Linked DNA regions of Zea mays: region 2 is linked to region 1. Evidence: chromatin contacts called from public Hi-C data. All regions are on one chromosome and are shown on one strand. Each heading gives the region's core, a stretch centred on a gene start, on an enhancer-like site or on the middle of the called end of the contact. The rest is flanking DNA. Distances are from core to core; before and after follow the strand shown.

The links. Hi-C and Micro-C count contacts between places; a contact is called where the count stands out from the background.
Region 2: a Hi-C map of root tip shows a contact between it and region 1, with 3 times the contacts expected there. The contact joins the promoter of LOC103652794 here to the promoter of LOC100280511 in region 1. A contact is called at or near these places in 7 of 25 Hi-C or Micro-C datasets (bundle sheath, ear, leaf and 2 more) and 1 of 3 datasets of contacts at active chromatin or transcription factors (leaf).

The regions. Positions count from the first base shown.
Region 1 is chr4:7,128,881-7,135,445 of Zm-B73-REFERENCE-NAM-5.0, forward strand. LOC100280511 (BRASSINOSTEROID INSENSITIVE 1-associated receptor kinase 1) reads left to right here and starts at 4,000. Exons shown (of 12, transcript NM_001153431.2): 1 at 4,000-4,108; 2 at 5,102-5,288. The coding sequence starts at 5,195. It overlaps LOC118476862 (a long non-coding RNA gene), which reads right to left and starts at 5,105. Exons shown (of 2, transcript XR_004857668.1): 1 at 4,616-5,105; 2 at 3,843-4,523. LOC100304096 (a long non-coding RNA gene) reads right to left here and starts at 276. Exons shown (of 2, transcript XR_565070.2): 1 at 1-276.
Region 2 is chr4:7,434,774-7,441,338 of Zm-B73-REFERENCE-NAM-5.0, forward strand. It overlaps LOC103652794 (acyl-coenzyme A oxidase 2, peroxisomal), which reads left to right and starts at 3,301. Exons shown (of 7, transcript NM_001363512.1): 1 at 3,301-3,815; 2 at 5,422-5,537; 3 at 5,730-6,565. The coding sequence starts at 3,373.

The sequences.
Region 1 (6,565 bases), core at 2,750-5,249:
TCGGATAAATATGTACTTGCTTGCGCACCCCCTGGATCGGAGTGCTGTATGCATGGGGGAAGAACATCTATATATAATTAATTTCAAGTGTGCTCAAATAATAAAAGAGGATTCGTTCGTGTGTTGCTTCGGCAACTATTATATGATCCTCACAGCCGTCCCAAATAAGACTGTCACTGTCGTGCATGCAAGACTGATGAGCGGCACGCTGAACGTGTGCGATGGGCTGCTTGCCTGCTCAATCTCGATCTGCATGCCGGTCCCCGGCCCTTTCGATCTGCTAGCTCGTCTCTCTGCCAAAGAGCATCAGGAACAAGCTCTCACTTTGTGTTTGTTTTTGCCATGGACGAAGTTTGTTCGGAAGAAGAAACCAATGGACATGGAATTGGAATATATATATATATATATATATATATATATATATATATATATATATATATATACTCAAGTGAGCAGTAGTAGGCCAGCCATGGATGATTGCTTCCATACATGCGAGGGGATGATCATCGAGGACGTACGGCTTAGTTAATTTGGAGCAACGTGAGGCACGGCTAGCGTAAGCTTGATGAAGAGAATATATGCGTCCGCCGGCCCCCAACACCGGCCGCCACACACTGCAATACACTAGATTTCATCTGTAGGCGAGCTTTGGATTTCGTTGGTCATTGTTTATATATGCTGCGACGGTGATACATCACTGTCTCTCTGCGGTGTAAGAGAGATCAATGCACTCCATACTTTTTGGTTGGCAGTTTGTTTCAACTTTTAATTATGTACTGTAATGATCTCTAATTAGAGGCTAAGATTGAATCTTTGAGCTGTGTAGGGATCGGACACCTGTTTGATCCCTTTTTTTGGGGGAACAGTTCTCTCTTTCTAGTTTAATTAATATAATGCCGAAACGTTTCTTATTCGTGTTGTGAATCATATTCTTATTCCACACTTGCTGCACGTATAGTATATATAGCCTTTTTCTTTGCTATACCAAACTAAATCAAATTATACTTTAGGCACATGCATGCGTGTCTCTTCGATTCCCTTTTTTTTTCACTTTGATCGTACATGAGGCTATGAAGCGCTGGACCATCGGCCGCGCCTATCCTATGCAACCTAGCAATTTTGCGAAACATGCGTGTATTTCAAAAGGCCTGTTTAATTTGAGGATAGATTTGGTGCTTAGAACTAATAAAAAATTACGGTCGTTGTTGCGCGTGCGCGCTCTCTGTACTATCGACCTTTTTGTTTGTTTTTCGAGCACAATAATACTCCTGTAAAAGCTGTAAAAATTACGGTCGTTGTAGCTGTGTGAAATGGAACAAAATGGGGGACGATGGCAAACTAAAGAAGATTCTTCTTTTTTTATTTTCTCTCGAGAGTGTGGTGGGAGAACAACATTTTTCTCGATCGGTTTATTAGAGCATCCGCATGCAGTAAGAGTTTTCAAAACCCACTAGCAAGCAATCTTGATTTCTGAAAACACCGCGCCTCTGAAGAGAGAAATTAAGCAACAAATACTAAAAGTACTGGCGCTTGAGGTGATGATTTGCAGCAGATATAGCAGTCCCCTATTTCTGACGGTAAAAATGATTGGAGAAAGCCGATAAACATGCTCTCTCTACTTTTTTTAGCGTATTCATTCTTGAAAAACTTAATGATTTACTGGTTATATTTTTTTTCCCCAAGAACAGTTGAAGATGCTCTTTTACGCTGAGATAGGGGGAGAAAAATGTTAGGAACAGAAGTGGCACGGAATGGATTAACTTTGGCAGTAATCGATAGAACATTTTCAACTGATACAGCGAGGAGTAGCCTTTGATACTCGGTAATACTTATAGCAGTATCATTCTTCATACTAATATCTCACTGTCAGTCTAATTAATCGTCCAGAAAGAAAACTGAGGGGAAAAAAAAGCAGCAGTACAGTATGCTTGACATATGTTGAAGTTTCAGTGAAAGCTCTCTGATGGACAGGCCGGGTTTCAGAGAGGGTCAAAAGCACTCTTTGTCTATACTATGTGTGTGTATTATATTATGCAGCACGGAACGTCGCAACCATAGGTCGCTACTTGTTTACTTGGGCAATTTGCGGTTGCTAAAAACTGTACACCCAACACCCTTTAGTGCCAGGAGCAGAAGAAGACTGACGACGACCTGTAATCTGTCATATCCACACGTATCCGTATCGTTGTTGTTTTCAGTGAAGAATAATGATGAGCTAGCTAACATCAGCAGCAGGTAGACTGACAGTGTCGCTAGCTACTCGCTAGTTTTTCTTCAAGAAATATATATATATATATATATATATATATATATATATATATATATATATATATATATATATATATATATATATATATATATATATATATATATATATATATATATCTAGCACGCAGGCAGCTTAGTTCACTTGCTCCACTGATTCTAAGCCGTGTTAAACAAAAAACTTCTTCTGCCATGGTTGAATCCACGTCGGCATGCCCATTAGCTAGTCAATGGGGAGGGGAAGCATTAGAGATGGCAATGGGTAAATACCCACCGGGTATTACTACCCCATACCCATACCCACGACACAAAAATAACCTCACCGGGTTACCCATATACGCTGGCGGGTATGGATTTACCCCCATACCCATACCCATGTGGGTATGGGTTACCCATCGGGTCACCCGTACCCACAAAAATTAAACAACTATCAAAATATTATACTATACAAATAGCAAGTATATCCATATAAATACCATTACAAAATTTTCTAGCATCATTTAACCATCCATTCAACACACCAAAGATAATTGGATAAAGTAGTAACACTGTGATAGTACTACATAGCACATTACATGGTCATTAAATTGTTGTTAAATAGTAAAAAAGTTGGATGACTGAAGTCCAAGTTCATGCTTCAGATAAGTTTATATTGGGTATTTTATACCCACGGGTTAACGGGTATGGGTGAAGGCAGAACGTTCTAATACCCGTTTACCCATTGGGTGAAGATTTTTGCCCAATAACAGACCCACGGGTAGAATATTTAGCCCACATACATACCCTAATGGAGTAAATACCCATCGGGTATCGGGTCGCGGGTACCCATTGCCATCTCTAGGAAGCATAGTCGTCTTAAACAATTTACTCAGCCACCCCCCCTGTTTTCTGAATAGTGTACTCAACTTGCTCTGTTTTTTTTGCTAACAAGTCTTGCGCTCAAAAGATGGCACTTTCTCCGTTCAAAAGCATTTGATCTTGTACCATTCAAACTCTGTCCCAGAACAGTGTGATCATCCTCACCTCCTTTCTTTCCTTCTAGTAATTTTACTGCAAAAACAGATCAAAATACCTATCTATCGATACTAATTATGTACTATAAATATTAGTATTTTCTTATGTATATTTAGTCAAAGTTAAAAATGATTGACTCCTCGAAAAAGTGAGAACAGATGGTGTAAGAGCATGTATAACCCTAACACTGCTGCACGGTACTCCAAGTATAAGGCACAACTAAAACACAATATAATACAGTGAGCGTGTCTAAAACATATGTCTTGCTATATTCATTGCACCAATCAGAGCATTCAATACATTAAATTGACTGATCAGCTAGTCTCTTGTCTCGAACATAGAGCCAAGACACAGTGTCTTTGTTAAGATACGTGTCTTGAGTTTTTTTTTACGTTTTTTTACATTTACTCTCTTAGATACACTCGAAGATATAGCTCAAGACATATATTGTATGTACCCCTAATATGGAAAGGAGGGTGTAGGGCCATGTTATGATATTAGAAGACCTACTAGTGGGCTAATTTAGTATGCTAAAGATAGATCTCCGTGCTGATATGGGTACGTGAGCCTCAGCATCGACAGCCCTAGGATTACAAGCGGACGGTTCAGATATATCAATCAAGTGGATGGAGAATCTGTACTGCACGGCAGCCAATCCAAGCCGTTCGCGCGCGATCCAGTGAGCGCTCCGATAAATTTTGACCATTCCATTGTCTTCACACCCTCTCAGTCTCTCAGTGCTGATACTTCTCTCCACTCTCCTCTTTCTTTCCCTGTCCCGACAGAGTTCGAGGAAGCTGGGGTGGGCCTGATGCTTCTCCTTCTCTTGGTAAGTTCTAGCTTGCCGGTCTTCCCTGCTGTGTGCTTGCTCGGCTTCTTCTCTTCTCTGAGCATCTGTTCGCTTCACTGCTGCTGCTGGTGCTGGATTGCCAGTTCTTCCTTGCCGCAACCGCAAGCTCAGTTGCTTTGCTCACGTACAATTATTGCCTCGTTGACTTCTTCTCGTCACCGTCGTCTTCGTCTTCCCAGTATCTGTTTGCTTGACTCTTGATTGCTTGCTCGCCATTAGAGCGGTTCCCCCCACCCCTGTGCTTCTGGCCTTATTGCCGCCTGTGCTTCTTGCTTGCTTGCCTTTTGTGGCGAAACCAATGGAAGCATAGCTGCAAACAACAAGCTTTGTTTCAGCCCAAACACTACTCCGAACAGGAGAACGCTGCCTCTAGCGACCCCAAGTTTCTTTCCACCTGCATAGCAAAACGGACAGTAAATGAGTGAGAAAGTTCCACCTGCACCGCATAGCATGATCCCTAGTTCTTGAAACAGAGTAGGAACTGACCTTTCGGAAGTTGCTACGTAGGCGCTAAAAAAAGGAGTAGACAGAAACATGCTTACTGGACTTTGATGCTCTCTGGCACAACTGGCAGCGACTCCACTTCGCTGCACATTTCCACTTCGGTGATTACTAAATAATAAAAAAAAGGAGGGGAGGCTTTTGTCATGTACTATGGAAATATAGGGGCTGGCTGTAGTAATCCACAAGGTCTGTAGGGTCATTAGGTCCCATTTAGATAAGGATAACCTCACTCGATCCGGATCCTGTACTCACAGCCTATTTAGGTGCCGAATGAAGTTTCCTTTTAATTTGTGAGAAATGCATGGGAGGAAACTTCTGGATACTATTGAGCACCACACAAAAGACTCATTTCACACATACAAACCTTTTTTTTTTTTTGGAACCATGCCGAATGAAGTCTCCTTTGTGTGTTTTGAACCATTCTTCTATGTTTGCTGTCCTCTTACACGCTCTGTTTCCTTGGTGCAGCAGTCTAGCGTCCATTCCACTTCGCAAGGGCTTTTCTTTCTGTTTTAAGTAAAACGGATCCAGCAACGCACCAGTTCCTGAAACAGAAACGTGATGATGGATTCAGTAAGCATGAAGCTGTTAGCTTTTGTGTTCCTTCTGTTGCGATGCCAGCGGGCATCGCTTGCTCTTGCTGTCGACTTCCAAGGTATGGCCATGGCTTTAACGTTTCCACCAAATAAGGTGCCCTTTATTAATTAGATAAGCAATTTATATATGTGTATTTATAAACTGAAACTTTGATTATGACTGACAAGCTTTCATCAGAGCCATACAAATTATTTGGTATTATGGACTAGATTATCTCTACTTCAAAGGATTTATCATCCGAATGAGGAGTGAGAGCCTGCAGCCCAGCCCTTCGCAACAGATTAAACCAAAACCCTCGAGCGAAGACACACTCCAACAATAGGTGGTTAATGGTTTCCTCCGCTTGACCACAGTCTGGACAGCTTGTAGGATGTGGGAGATTTCTTTTTGCTAATTGATCAGCTGTCCAACACCTATACCGAATTACCAGCCACACAAAGAACCGACATTTACCAGGAGGCCAAAGATTTCCAAATCCTTTCCCATGATCTGAAGATCACCCTTCCCTGAAATAGATTTCATAAGCCGATTTTGCGGAGTACTAGCCATCACAAGACAACCCTCCAAACATGGACATCATCAATCCCAGGCTGTAACACCAACTCGGAGAGCAAATCCCAGAGACTAAGAAACTCATTAATAACTCCAAAAGTTAGAGCTCCCTAGATATCCATCACCCAAGAGTGATCAGTAAGAGCTTCATGTACTGTCCTTTTGCTAATTCTCATCTTGGGAACTGTTGCAAAGACTTGTGGTGCAAGGTCAGCAATTCTCTGACCCTGAATCCATCTATCCGACCAAAACAGGGTTGCTGCCCCATTGCCCACCTCTGAAACCACTGCTATGGAGAAGAAAGCTTGTGCACATTTATGTACAGGTATATGAAAACGAGACCAGCGAAAATTAGGATCTGTTTTCTTCAACCAAAGTCACCTCTCCTAAGAGCCGAACTAAGATTTTGAAGATTGGAGATCCGCAGGCCACCTAATTCTTTAGGGAGGCACAATTTAGTCCATGCCACAAGACAATGGCCACCTTTTGCATCTGTCTTTCCTTGCCAGAGGAAACCTCTCCTTATTTTGCCATTTGCCTTAATGGTCCATGAAGGGAGGTCGATGGCCATTACCAAATACACCAGCATCAGGGTTAACACATGTTGCACTAAAATCATGTGGCCTTCCTTAGTTAGTAGGTCAGGCCTTCCAACCTGACAGCCGCCCAGCCAAGCGTCAATATATGGTTGCAATTGAAGCCTTTGTTAACTTTTTTCAAAGATAGCCAGATTCCCAGATGTTTACAGGAGAAATTCCAATTGGTCACAAGAGTGCATGTATG
Region 2 (6,565 bases), core at 2,051-4,550, 310 kb after region 1:
CGCGGATTGCGCGGCCGACCGTTGGCACAGCCGACCGTTGGCTCACCGGACAGTCCGGTGCACACCGGACAGTCCGGTGAATTATAGCCGTACGCCGTCGGCAAATTCCCGAGAGCGGGCAGTTCGTGCCGAGTGAGTCTGGCGCACCGGACACTGTCCGGTGCACACCGGACAGTCCGGTGCTCCAGACCGAGCTAGGGCTTGGCTGTACACAGCCAAGCTATTTGCACCGCTTCTCATTTCTTCTTCTTTCTGTTTCCCACACTTAGACAAGTATATTAGTACACAAAACCAATGTACTAAGACTTAGAAACATACCTTTTATCTTGATTTGCACTTTGTTCCTCTAGAAGCATAAATACACATTTAAGCCCTTGTGTTGGCACACAATCACCAAAATACTTAGAAATGGCCCAAGGGCACATTTCCCTTTCAACATCTCTTGCGAGTCTGCCAATCTTGCTTGTTGGACGGTGATGTCCTTGCATGAGGCGAAGGACCAAAGTTCTGGATACTGGGCCGATTTGCAAATACCATCCCAGTTGTGATGCCATAGAAGTGTTGTTTTTCCATCACCAATCTCCACCCGAGCAATTCCCTTAAAGAATTCAAGAGTTTTAAGGACATCTCTCCACCAAAAAGAACCAACCGGTTTATCTAAGGGCAGTGAATGGCTATAATGATTGGCCCAGATTATATCGATCCATGGGATGTCAACTCTATTATAGAATTTATGAAGATTTTTCATGAGCAGGGCTTTATTTTGTAATGCCAAATTTATGACACCCAATCCCCCCTGAAATTTTGGATTGCGGACCGTTTTCCAAGCCACTTGAGGGGGTTTCTTGGCATTCAATTCTGCACCTCTCCAAAGGCAATGCCGTCTGAGTTTGTCAATATGTTTGATCACCGTTTTGGGGAGCTTGAGAGTGCACATGTAGTATGTTGGAAGTGAGGAGAAGACTGCATTAACCATTTGGAGCCTGCCAGCCTGTGATAAGAAGATAGAGGTTGACGCAAGTCTTTTTTCAATTTTCTGGATAAGAGGAAGAAAAGCACCCAGGTTGGGTCTTTGAAGGCCCAAGGGAAGCCCTAAATAAGTGAAAGGCATTGATCCAATTTTGCAGTGAAATGTATTTGCAAGGATTTCCATTTTCTGGTCTGTGACATTGATGGGGTAAATGTTGAACAATGGTTATGTATTAGACTCTGTGGATGTCTTGGACATCTTGATGTAATAAAAGTACCTTTCCGCTATTTATTTCGAGCATTGTGTGATGATGTCTAATTATGTAATCGCTGTGTACGTGAGTTTCTGATCCTGGTATGTACATGGTTCGCATTCGGTTTACCTTCCAAAACCGGGTGTGACATCACCCTTGCTGTCTCACACCCCCCCACAGGAGAAGTACAGGTGGTTCAAGAGGAGCCGCATAATGAGGAGTTCGATTCGATTTAGGTGGCGTCTCCCAGTTGACTTTCTGGCGCCAAGGATGGATTTTAGATCCTTTTATATTTATCTTCTATTTTGTAAAACTTCCGCTATGTAATAAATACTCTTATTATTGTGATATTTATCTCTATACACTCTGTTATTATATATGTTGTCTTCTTTGGCGCATGTATGAGATGCACCCGGCTTTATCCCTTAAATCCGGGTGTGACACCTTCGTATGACGTGGTCTTTCCATGGCATTCTGTCAGCCGCGAAGGATGCCTTCGCTAAAGGCCCCTTCGCGCATGGATCTGTGTGAAAACCGTTAGGACAGAATCGGGTCTTCGTTCGGTTGATTGAGGGTGTGTTCGGTCTTCGCCTACTAATGGCGTAACCACCTTTAGTTCAAAGACCAAGAAATATGTTTAGTTTTCTCTATATTATAGCATCGACACGCGTATGTTTAGAATGAGCATGCTTTATGGGTCTAGAAGAAAAGGTGATTACACCTTTTTATACTAGGACATGGGTATGTACTAAGGCCATGTTTGAAATACGCTAGAGCTAATTATTAACTGTTAAAATTAGCTAAAGATATGCATACAATCTACTATTATCTACTTTTAGCTAATAAGCTAATAGTTAGCTAGCTAATTTCATTAATAACTTTTTAGCCAACTAACTTTTAGTTCTGATGCATTCAAACGTACACTAAGGGCTAGTTTGGAAACTCAAACCCCCTTCGGGATAAGATGAGACATGACGATCCCTCAAATAAGATTGTTTGGTTCAGGGTCAATGGTTGGGACAGGACTATCCCAGTGTTGTCTTAGTTATCCCTCAAAATTGGAGGGACAAGAGAGGACGCCAAGGGACGTCCCTGTCCTGGCTATCCCACAACCAAACGTTGGGATGAGACGATCCCTCAAATAAGGTTGTTTAGTTCGGAGTCAAGGGTTTGAACAGGACTATCCCTGTGTTGTCCTCAGTTATCCCTTAAAATTGGAGGGATAGGAGAGAACATCATAAGGCATCCCTGTCCTGGCTATCCCGCAACCAAACACACCCTAAGGGGGTTGGAAAGGAAATTGGTTCATTTTCACCTCAATTTCATTCAATCCCAAAAGAGATTCGAGGTTACCGAAGTAGCCCTAAAGGGCTATTTTGTTTACCGGTGGCCAAACTTCTCTAGCCCAGGCAACTCTCGCTCTCAGGTGTTTAATTTCGAGCGCTTGAGACTGAGATCAGCTACCTAGGAGGCATTTGGAGCGCCTGGAACCGGGATCAATTGCCTCGGAGGACATGAACCAAACGAGCCAAAGTCTAACATGACCCGACACACTTGTGGCTCAGCCTGAGCTGTGTTTGGTTCGGACCAGAGAGACGTGAGGCTGACCGTTTGCACATATTCCAAAGCCCAAACCCCATACAAAAGCCAAGAAACACGGCAAGATACGCACTCAGCCCTTATATATCCCTGATATGTGGACCCAAGACGCACCACGGCTTTTTTTGGTCCCACATGTCATCAGGGTCATACGCTATTTCAAATTCCATCCGCCGAGCCTTATCTCCACATCACCGTCCATGCGCCGACACGTCACCTCCATATCCCGTCGTCGTTGCCTGCCTTCACCGTCCTAGACTCGTACGGAATCTCCCAAAATCATCCTCTAACAAATACATATCTACATCGAGCACCCCAATGAGGACTCAACCGTAAATACAAACTAGCAACCAAACCCAACACAAGGGCATAAATGAAAAACTATAAAACTTCCAGGGACCAGCCCGCGTCCGAGTCCGATACCCCCATTATTAAGGACGAACCGTAACGGCACCGCTTCCCAGGCTCCACTTCCCTTCGCGCGCACGCCTCCGCCTCCGCCCCCGCGACTTCGTCGAGCACCTGCACTTGCACCTCCACGGGCGCGCCCATGGCAACCGGATCCGCCGCGGGAGAGGAGTCATCGGCGGCGGCGCGCCGCCTCCGCCGCCTCTCCCTGCACCTCCTCCAGCCCGCCCCGGCCCCGGCCGACCGCCACCAGCAGCCGCTGGCCCTCGCGGCGTGCGCGCGCCGCGTCGAGGGCGGCGCGGACGTGGCGGCGGCGCTCGCGGCGTACCTCCGCGGCCGGCACCGCGCCGCGCAGATGCGGCTGTTCGACTTCTTCCGGGCGCGCCCCGACCTGCAGACGCCCGTCGAGCTGCCCACGGCCGCGCACCGCGAGCTCTGCTACCGCCAGCTGCGCGCGCTCGTGCGCGAGGCCGGGGTGCGCCCGCTCACGCTCATGGCCACCGACCCCGCCGAGTACTTCGCCGTCATGGAGGCCGCCGGCGGGGCCGACATCTCCCTCGGCGTCAAGCTCGGCGTCCAGTACAGGTCCGTTGCTAGCAGGATCGCGCGCCTCCGTGATACATTGAGCTCTTCACTGCTTTGCTTTTGTAGAGTAGTTTGCATGCTTCAATTGATAGGCGATGATTCCAGACTCCGCGTGTTTCATGTCGGTAGGTGATGGCGTTAGTTACCAGTGTTCGTTGGTGCTAGTTACTTAGTTATCAGCGGTGTTCATTGGTTGTGTTCAAGTATGCAATTCAGTATAACATGACCGAAGATCGTAGGGGACAGGGTACGTAGACCATGCTACCTAACTTATGGGTCAATTAACCGATCCAGCTGTCTCTACAGACACCTAGCAACCTTTTCTTTATAGAGCTCACATGCAATCCGTTGTCGCATTCAAAAGGATTCTAAGGATGCTTTGCCTCACCTGTATTGGTGCGAGGGGTTCTCAGTGACAGGGTTTATGAAAACACAGTTCGAGCTCGTTTTCTTCTCCATTATTTCCCCTTCTTTTATTGCGATAAAACTTTTTGGTTTGGGTGTACGTAGGATTTCAGTTTCCTTTTTGTGAATGAGGTCATGCTTAGGCTGAGTCCAGTGCACCGCCTCCCTCTCGCCCCTGCCACGTCAGCTCTCGCCTCCACTCTCGCCCCTGCTGCTCCAGTGCACAGGCTGCAGCAGGCTACAGCCTCAGGCTATAGCCACGTCAGCTTTTCTATTTCAGAATTAAGTAATTCACGCGGATTTATTTCAACGCTCAGAAAACACACAACATAATATTTTTTATTGAATTAAAAATTACAAAGTACATAATAATTAAAATAAAATGACATGATAATTAAAATAAAATTACATAACGGTAGGGGTATATATAGAGGGATTGGGGATGAAATTTGTGATTTTTTGCAATTTTTTTCGAATTTTTTGGACTCCAAACGGTCAAAAACGGCTAGTTGCAACGGCTAGCACACGTGGACCAATCAGATCGCGACACGTGGACCAATCAGATCGCGCCACGTCGCTCTCGCCCGCGCTCTCGCCCCGCCAGTGCCTCGCCTCCCTCTCGCCTCCCTCTCGCCCGGGCGGGCGCTCCAGCGCGGGCGAGAGCGAGGCGATATCGCCCGCTCTCGCCGGGCGCCAGCGCCATCGCCCGGCGCCGGCCTCTCGCCCGCCTATCGCCCGCGCGCGGGCGGCAGCGGCCTCTTCTCGCCCGCGCTGCCGCCCGCACTGGCACCAGCCTTAGCATATTATCATAAAGATGCATTAATTATTCAGGACAATGATTTGTTCAACTCAATCCCATGCAAAAATGTACTTGAGCAGTTGAAGGTTGCTTTTGGAGAAGTTCCTGCTGCGGCTGTTTTTCAGGCATTCAATTCATCAGACAGATGATAACAATCAATCACTTGCCTTGAAATCACAATCAATATGGACACTTCTTATCTCAGCTATATGGTTTTGTTTCTTTTGATGATGGGCCCAGATCCAAACTCTGTCGCCATATATTATCAGTTGTACATTTCAACATATTCGAATTTGTGAAAGTGTCCTTCTAGATTAAATTTTGTAGCCAGCTATGTACTCTCTATCTGATAGCAGTCTTAGTCTCTCATATAGTACTAACTTTACCTCCTTGCTAATGCAGTCTCTGGGGTGGTTCTGTCATAAATCTAGGAACCAAAAAGCACAGAGATAAGTACTTTGATGGAATTGACAATTTGGATTATCCAGGCTGTTTCGCAATGACAGAACTACATCATGGTTAGGTTCTCCACTTATATTTATTTATTATCCAATAATTGGTGCTGTCTCTATTATTTTGCTTAGCAATTTATCAATGTACAGTGCAGCTACAGTGTCTCAATACTGTTGTGTTCTGTTTATTTTGAATGGCACACAGTAGGGCTTGTACCCAGCACCTAACGCACTGTTGTGTTCTTTTCTCGCAAATAGGATCGAATGTCCAAGCCCTACAGACTACCGCTACATTTGATCCTGTCACTGATGAGTTCATTATTAACACTCCAAATGATGGAGCTATTAAGTGGTGGATCGGCAATGCTGCGCTTCATGGAAAATTTGCTACTGTCTTTGCAAGGTTAATTTTACCCCTTCAAGGAAAAGGAGGGGAGGCTGCTGATATGGGCATCCACGCGTTTATCGTCCCCATACGGGACCTTGAAACTCACGCTGTTCTTCCTGGAATCGAGATCAATGACTGTGGGCACAAGATCGGCCTAAATGGTGTAGACAATGGTGCGCTGAGGTTCCGCTCAGTTAGGATACCCAGAGACAATCTTCTTAATCGGTTCGGTGATGTGTCACGGGATGGGAAATACACGAGCAGTCTGCCCACAATTAACAAAAGATTTGCAGCAACCCTTGGGGAGCTTGTCGGTGGACGAGTTGGCATTGCTTACTGTTCTGTGGGTGTTCTCAAAGTCGCAGTAACGATCGCTGTGAGGTATGCTCTGCTGCGCCACCAATTCGGTCCACCTAAGCAGCCCGAGATCAGTGTGTTGGATTATCAGTCTCACCAGCACAAACTGATGCCCATGTTAGCGTCGTCGTATGCGTTTCACTTCGCCACGGTGCAGTTAGTGGATAAGTACTCGGAAATGAAGAAAACCAACGATGAGGACCTTATTGCTGACGTGCATGTTCTTTCGTCTGGGTTGAAAGCCTACATAACTTCATATACAGCCAAGTCTATAAGCGTATGTAGAGAAGCCTGTGGTGGCCATGGCTATGCTGCTGTAAATCGTTTTGGAGCTCTGCGCAATGACCAT